Regions from separate parts of the Triticum aestivum genome. Here region 2 is linked to region 1. The links are chromatin contacts, called in public Hi-C maps. All regions are on one chromosome and are shown on one strand. Each heading gives the region's core, a stretch centred on a gene start, on an enhancer-like site or on the middle of the called end of the contact. The rest is flanking DNA. Distances are from core to core; before and after follow the strand shown.

Region 1 (3,921 bases), core at 912-3,411:
TTTCCCTTTTGGTGAACCGATCAGCCAGGAACAGGCCCCAACCATTCATTTTTCAAAGACGGCCGCTTGTCGATCGAGATCATCATGGCCTTAACCGACGCAACGCTCCAGCGGCCCGCCGATGTGCGCGGCGGGATCGAGCGTGACAGATAGAAGAAGAAAAAACGACACTTTTTTGTACGTATCAAAAATGGCTGGCGAAGAAATGATCATGGGCCAGGCCAGTCCGGAGGCGCCGCTTCCCAGCCTAGCTAGAAAACTCTGGTCGTGTACGTTGGCGTCGCGCCGGCCGCCGCCGCCGCTTCGTGACCTTTTTCCTCGCACCGCGGCCAAGCCCTGTCCAATCTGTCGCCGTACACGCGCACTCACCTACAGTAGTACGTAGCCCGCGCGGTTGGTCCAGGTGTCCATGTCCAACCGTCGTTTGGTGTCCAATCCGTTGATGCGGTCCACCCCCGCCCGGCGCCCATCGACGTCGCGTCATCGCCCGCAACCGGGTACGTACGTACGTACGCCCGCCGCCGCGCCCACACCACCACACCATATACACGCGATCGAAGCGGTCGATACGGCGGCCGGCGACGCCGACGCCGACGCCGACGCGTTTGGTTGGGTTCGGTTAGGTTTGTCTTGCCGCACCGATGGCTCGAGCTGGTCAATCCAATCGTCCCGTCGTCACCTCACCTCCGATGGGGACGTCGTACCGAACCCACCCCACCCCACCCAGATCCATCCGCTCGCCCGCAATGCAGAATAATTCATGTAGGGCCTGTTTGGTTGGAGACTTATTTGCCACGCCTAAGCTAGCCACACGCGGACACCTGTGGCTCGCCACACAAACTGTGGCGCTCAAAACAAACGCCGCACCTTAGGCAGAAATTTCTACAGCGGATGCTCCTATGGGCTGAGCCAAATATTAGTATAGAACCAAACACATGCCAGGGAGCTGTGGCACGCCACACTTTGGCGTGGCAAGCTAAGGTGGCAACCAAACAGCCCCGTAGTACGATACGAGTGGTAGTACGTGGCCTCTGCCTCTCTTCAGGAAAACGACCTGTACTACTGCCACCACCGCGGTACCACCCACCACGCCGCCCTTGTTGTTTTCCCCCGGGCCGGGCCGGGCCGGGCCGGACCCCGGCGAAGATCGACACGGACGGACAGAGCGGGTAGGGTTGTGTGGTACATCCTGCGACGCTGATCCACTGATGCGGGCAGGGGCGTGGCTGGCTCTGAAACTCTCGGCTCTCAGGTGCATGCGTGCGTCCTCTGGCTCGCAGATCGGAGGAAATGCAACGGCTGGGCAGACGGATTCAATGGGGTTGGTCGCTCCTCCATGAATCTTGATGGGCTAGCACGCCGATGGCCGAGGTGTGGTCCTGATGAGAAGAACGTATAGCGGAGATGTGTGAGCGCGAGCCCGTGGACTGGCAATAAAGGCGTGTACCGCCACTACCACTCTGCTGTCTGTTTGTTTCGGCCTGCCTGCAGCTGCGCTCCTGGCCTGGCAGCAGCAGCTGATGATGATGGTACTAGCACGGCCACACCGACGCCGTTTTGGACGGTAGCTCGATCCGTCCGTGGCGCGCTGAGTCTGATGTGGAGCACGTACGCAGCGCACACGAGGTGTGACGAGGTCGCTGGATGGTGTTGGCGTCTGGTCATGTGGCCTGGCTGGCGCCCAACTGGGCTGGACAGGGAGAGGGACTACTGCTGGGTTGACGACGAAAACGATCGCCTGCGCCTGCCCGCACGGCCGTGGCTGCACGTCCACCACCGTCTCCGTCCGTCCGTTGGAGGGATGGGGACGCACGCACGCACGTACGTACTCCGTGTGGTGCGACGGGGTTGGGTGGGTGGGTGGTTGGGGCGTGGCTCTTGCCTGGTCGCGCTCGCGTCGCACGCGGCTGCGGTCTCCGGCGCCAGCCGCGTGCCGCCTTGGGCTGCGTTGTTGAATCCGTCAGCACGAAACTACTACAATGTTATGGGCTGCCCACCTCCCCGATTCAAGGCCCATATTTATTTTTTCCTTTCCCGAGTAAAAAAAAGGTCCGAGCCGAACCTTAACGGGCTGGCTCGAGCTCCTGAAGGAATTCAGCCCATTGTAGCCCAGTTGAAGCCGACGCGCACGCCACCCATCCCACCCTGCTTCGCATTTCTCAAAAAAAAAAAAAAAAAATCTGCTTCGCTTCGTCTCGGCGGAGGAGCGTCAGTGCCGCCGCGCCCAGATCGCTCCCGCGGCTCCGCTCCCTCTCTTCGCTTCTCTCTGCCACCAGTGGCGTTCTGTTTCGATCCTATCCTATGGCGCCACCTCCCCCCACTCTCTTCCCCAAAATGTCGCCATCTCCCGCTAGGGTTTCGCTGTAAGTTTCCCCTTCCTCCTTCGTACATTATGGTGTTCTTGTAAATCGGCACTCTTATGGTGGTAAGATATATTTTGGCGCCTAGATTTGGTTTACTTTTGTGCTTCGCTCGCTGTCATCAAATAGTCAATGCTTCGCTCGCTGTCATCAAATAGTCAATGCTGATGATTATGCTGCGGTTACCATTTCCTCGAAATGCTGTTGCTGCGCTTCGATAATTCCATGCCTAGGTGCTTGCATTAATGGCCTATGTTGGTAGAGAGACCCTAATGATCAGGATGTTGATCATGACCTATGTTATTAATAATAGAGAAAGGAATGGAGCCCCCAGACCGCTTCATATATTCAAACTGATAAAAGTTCAGTACCAAGAGTGAGATGGCCATCCACGGAAATCAGAAATGTCTTCCTTGCTAATAGAATGGATCAAGTGCCTTTTTACAAACTCTGGGTGTGTCCACGCAAACAAAGCATTCAGGAAACTTGATGTGTCAATTGCAGGGCCAGTTTGATCTTAATTGGTGTTTGCGAATGATTGCTTGATCCAACTCCAAAAAGGCTTTCATGTTGTACTAGTGCATTTGTATATCATCCGCCCTTTTGTTCGGTAGGAAATCATGTGTTGATGCACTTTTAATGAGATATGGGCCATAATGATATATAGTACGAAGCGGAGACTAATCGATATATTCAGACTACCTACCTTTGTTGAGGGATGGGACGAGTGACAGAGTAGGAAACAAAAAGTAAATGATATATTCAGACCGTATAGTTTCTTTGTTACTAACCTTACCGTGAGAATTCTGGTTCTGCAAGTGCTATATGTTTTAACCATGGAAAGATTTAACTATGTTGCTCTAGAGTCTAGCTGCTGTGCGGGTACATTTAGCTCTATGTTACTTAAGAAGCTATTACATTGGTAGATTTAGCTACTGATTTGGAACCTCCCTGACCTGCAGTAAGAAGCTACCACGTATGTAGATTCAGTTACTGAAACCTCCAGTGACCTGCAGTATAGATTGCATTTAAAAGTGCTGTTGAACCTACAGTATAGATAATGGGTTCAGGGAACTTATTTCTGGTAAACAAATGTGAAGGTTCATTTACTAGGTATCCAATCATTGAGAATCAAGCTTCTCTGATTTTGAATCTGAATAGGTGGTAGGTTTCGTGTAAAGAGGGTTTGTTTGCATGCAGACACACATTATGCTACACATAGCCTGCAATTATGTCTCAACAAATTTTACTCTATTTACTCTATTCAGCCTGTACTACCGACTCAATCCCGATGCCATGGCTACAGTATCCCTCTAAACAACACTTCTGTACTTCTTAAATTACTCGAATGTAACTATCCGCCGTTTTCTGGAACCAACAATTTTCACATCTATGATCCATAACTTAAAATGCAACTGCAGGACCATGCTAGGAATTCGGAAAGGTCTTCCTTGGTATGAATGCACCAAGTGCCTTTTCCAAACTCTGGATGTGTCCACAAGAACAAAGCAGTCAAGAAATATGATATGTCAATTGCAGGGTCAGTTTGATCTTAATTGCT
Region 2 (3,921 bases), core at 751-3,250, 390 kb before region 1:
AATCAGCCGGTCACCACAGGCTCGGAAAGCAAGGCCCCATCCATTCATGGACACAGACCGTTCAGGCAATTTCCCAAGAGCGATCCACTTATTATTCAGCTTGTCATACTTCTTCACATCCTTCTCACTGTAATCAGCTGCATAGAGCTGATTGTTGACAACTGCAATGAGTGGAGGAGCACCCGTCACTCCATTGAGGCCCTCAGACATGTTCTCAATGACCCTCCACGAACCCCGATTCAAGTCATATTCCTCACCACATGTCAGTACCTGGTTGTTGTTGGTAACACCACCGATCACATAGAACTTGCCATCCAAGAACACACCAGAACACATCTTCCTAGCCCTATTCATGCTGGGAAGGGGTGTCCAAGTGTGTGTCACAGAGTCATACATCTCTGCAGAGCTCAGTATCTTTCCAGAAGCATCGGTGCCTCCAGCGACATACGCCTTTTCACCGACGCTTGTTGATCCAAACAAGCACCGGGGAGAGTTCATGGGATCAGCCCTTGTCCATGAATTGGTCAGGATGCTATATCTGAACACAATGTGTGCCATCCCAAACACAAGCAGCTCGGTGCCCACAGCCAGGGACTCCTTGTCAGAGCACATGAAGCATTCATCCGGTGGCATCTTGGGCACCTGGATCCAGCGCTCCCTGTAGGGGTCATAGGCATCCCACTCCAGGACATTGCAGGAGAAGTAGACCCAATGCTCGGCGATACCATTCTGCCGCCGCAGGCGGTAGATCTCCCCGTTGCGCACCAGGGAGTTGAAGTCCCTGTTGAGGGAGGCGACGGAGCCATAGTCCGACCTGGAGAGCCGGAGGAGGCAGTTGATGGAGAGGTCGCGGCCAATCTCGCCAATGAGATTGGCCCCAGAGCCTTGCTGCTCCCCACCGCCGCTGCTGCCTGAGGAGGCATGGCGGCTGGAGCCGTGGCTCTCGGTGATGTCCGGCGTGTGCGGCTGCGGGGAAGGCGACTTGCTGCGCTTCCCGCTGCCGCCGCCGGCGTCTACCTCCTCCATGTCTTCCGCGCCGAAGTCTTCCGGCGCGGGGCGCTTGCTGCCGCTGAGGAGGAACGCCCAGTCGGAGTCCGGGTCGCAGTAGCTGGGCAGGGAGCGCGAGACGAGGCAGGATTTGCCCTCCAGCATCATGGCCTCTCCCCCTCCCGCTCGGCTTATTATCTTCTCGGATGAGACTGATCCGGAAAGGGAGAAATCTGGGCGCGCTCGCTGATCTCCTAGCCGCGATCTGCAATAATAATGGAATTAACAGGGGAGGGAGGAAAGTAAGCGCGGACGAAATCGGCGAGAAGAAACGGATCAGGACCAGGGGCATTTGAGATCTGAGAGGGGCGCGTGAAGAAAACAAGGCGTAAAAATCGAATCTTCCGGCGAGAACCCAACCGATCTGCCGCCCTCCCACCCCCAAATCGTTCCCCCGAGAACCAAACCAAATCTTGCTCCCACCATCCGCGGCGACCCCGCCGGGCGACGCGAATCCAGGCGGAGAAGCAGGGGGCGGCTCCATCCAATCCAATCCAATCCAACAGAGGAAGGAAGAACATGCGCAGGAGGGGCAAGAAAGAATCACCTAACAAGAACAAATCGAACCCATGGCAAGATCACGCACGGGCCCGCCCAAGGAAATCTGGACTGAAAGATCGCGGCCGGCGACCCAATCAGCGCGCCCCCATCGCCGCGGCGCCCGAGAAATCCCCTCCCTCCCTCCCTCCCCACCACCAACTCCTTCTGCCCCCTCCGTCCTACCAGATGCGCGAGCGAGCAAGCAAAGCAAGCGAGCGAGGAAGCGAGCAAGGATTTATACCTGTAGAGAGAGATAGATAGATGGCTCTATCTACTGCTGCCACTTGGTTACAACTGCCCCTTCTAATGCTTCTGCCCCTGCTGCAGCCCTCTGCCGCTGCCCCTCGCCCCCCGCCTCTCTCTCCTCTCTTGTAGTCCTCCTCCCCTCCCCCTCCCCTCCCCTGGTGTGTGCGCGCTGCCCTCCTCCCTCCCCCCTCTCGTGCGTACTACTTGGGGAATTGGGATTCTCCTCTCGCTTTATTTCTTTCCCTTTTTATTCCCCCGTTTTTTTCTCTCTCTCCCTCCCCCGACCCCTTTCCCGTCCGTCTGTTTTGGCTCGTCGGAATTGGAAACCGGGCAGGCCGCAGAAATAGAAAAATGCCCCAGCGGCCACCGGCCAGCTCACCTGAAGCTGAGGTGGACTCACCCTGTCTCTCTCTCTCCCCACTCTCTCTGCCTGTACGCCCGCACGTCTCCCGCGTATCTATCCATCCCTCGCTCGCTCGCTCGCCGCCCCCTGCCTGCCTCGTCTGATTGGCAGCGTTGGTGCTAGCAGTATAAAATTATCCCCTTCTCCTCGTGAAACAATTTTCTTTCTTTCTTCGTTCCTGTCCTTGTCCCGGCCTGAGGGGCTATTTGCTCGTCGTTTGCACGGGCCGCTTGCGCCAGCTCGCTCGGGGTCGGTTTGGTTATTTGCTAGGACAAGTGTGCTTATTGTAATGCTATATGCGTTTGTCTTGTGAGATGCTGGGGTTATCTAGACTTCTTTTCAAAACTGCTGCACAAACCATACATCAGCTCTTCTGATTCCCTCAAAGGAAAGAAAAAAAATGCATCAGCTCTGGTGAGCTTGGAGGATCTTGTAGTATGATGTGGGATGACAACTTTAGTTGTCACAAGCATGACAACTTTTTTTTCGGATGGCAAGTTTCAGTTTTTTTTAGCTTTGTTTTTTTCTTTTCGGATGGCAACTTTAGTTGTAAAAACGTCAAGGCGGGATTGCTTCGTGCCACATGTGTGGCACTTACATTTGGTTAAATTAAGAGGCACCCAAACTAACTACTCGAACTCACACGTAAACCAAGTCGCTTTAGCGCCGTTTTGGCATGATGGTTCTTATTTTGGAACAGGTCCAACATTTTCGTGAGTGACATGTGAGCTAGAGTGCTCGACCCGGGTGGGATTTGAGTGAAATATAAAAATTGTCACGCAAATTTTTTTTGTGAAAAAAAATCAGCTGGTTAATTACTACCAAAGAAACAGTTGAAAAATCAAAAGGGATGGCCTCGCTTATAAAGATAATCAAGAGTGAACCCGACGAAAAGTCCTACACATGCTTGTCAGCTCGTGCAAATATGGAACACGATGAATGTAATGAATGTGGCGTTTTCAAAAAGGTTTCCTCAATGTCCTCCGTCATCGTCGCCGAGATAAATGGGGAAGCTTCTGGATGGGTTTTTGACTGGCACGAAGCATTTGAAGTCCATCATACCACGAGAGGAGCCTTTTTCCCGTATTCCCATCATCGGATATGTCATGTAAACTTAATTAATGAGAAAAGACAAAGCTTTTGCGCATGTTTAAAATAAAAAAATGTAAGTTAGGAGCATGTAGTGTTCTCGAGGGATTATCTTGTTGTCATAAAACGCATGAGCTGGTGCATGTGTGGTGTGGAATCTTATACCACGATGACTATTACACAAAACTACAAACAAACATATGTACAATTGATCTATGTACCTTGAACAAAAAGGGATCACTTGTACCAGAAAAAAAGAATAGGATGCACCCAAACTATAGCTTGAGCTCGCAAGCCAAAATGCTTTCCCTTTTTGGCCCTACTGAGTGATTGGCAACGCTATTACCTTGTGTTGGCCTGCGAGGCTATTTGTCCGTCATTTTGCACAGCCGTATGTGCCAGCTAGAGGTCGGTTTAGCCAACTTGGTTATTTGCTATGACAAGTGTACTTATTATACTAATATTCGTTTTGACTTCTCATGCTGAGTTTGTGTTGTACTCCCTCTGTTCTAAACGCTCTTATATTTCTTAGAGGGAGTACTTATCTAGATTTCTTTTGAAAACTGCACAAAACTATACAACAACTCTTCTAATAA

The links. Hi-C and Micro-C count contacts between places; a contact is called where the count stands out from the background.
Region 2: a Hi-C map of leaf shows a contact between it and region 1, with 5 times the contacts expected there. The contact joins the promoter of LOC123093323 here to the promoter of LOC123093322 in region 1. A contact is called at or near these places in 4 of 5 Hi-C or Micro-C datasets (leaf and an unstated tissue) and 1 of 1 datasets of contacts at active chromatin or transcription factors (leaf).

What each region holds. Positions count from the first base shown.
Region 1 is chr4B:571,257,972-571,261,892 of IWGSC CS RefSeq v2.1, reverse strand. LOC123093322 (transcription factor ILI6) reads left to right here and starts at 2,161. Exons shown (of 3, transcript XM_044515252.1): 1 at 2,161-2,363. The coding sequence starts at 2,302.
Region 2 is chr4B:571,644,926-571,648,846 of IWGSC CS RefSeq v2.1, reverse strand. It overlaps LOC123093323 (F-box/kelch-repeat protein SKIP11), which reads right to left and starts at 2,000. Exons shown (of 2, transcript XM_044515254.1): 1 at 1,829-2,000; 2 at 1-1,252. The coding sequence starts at 1,155.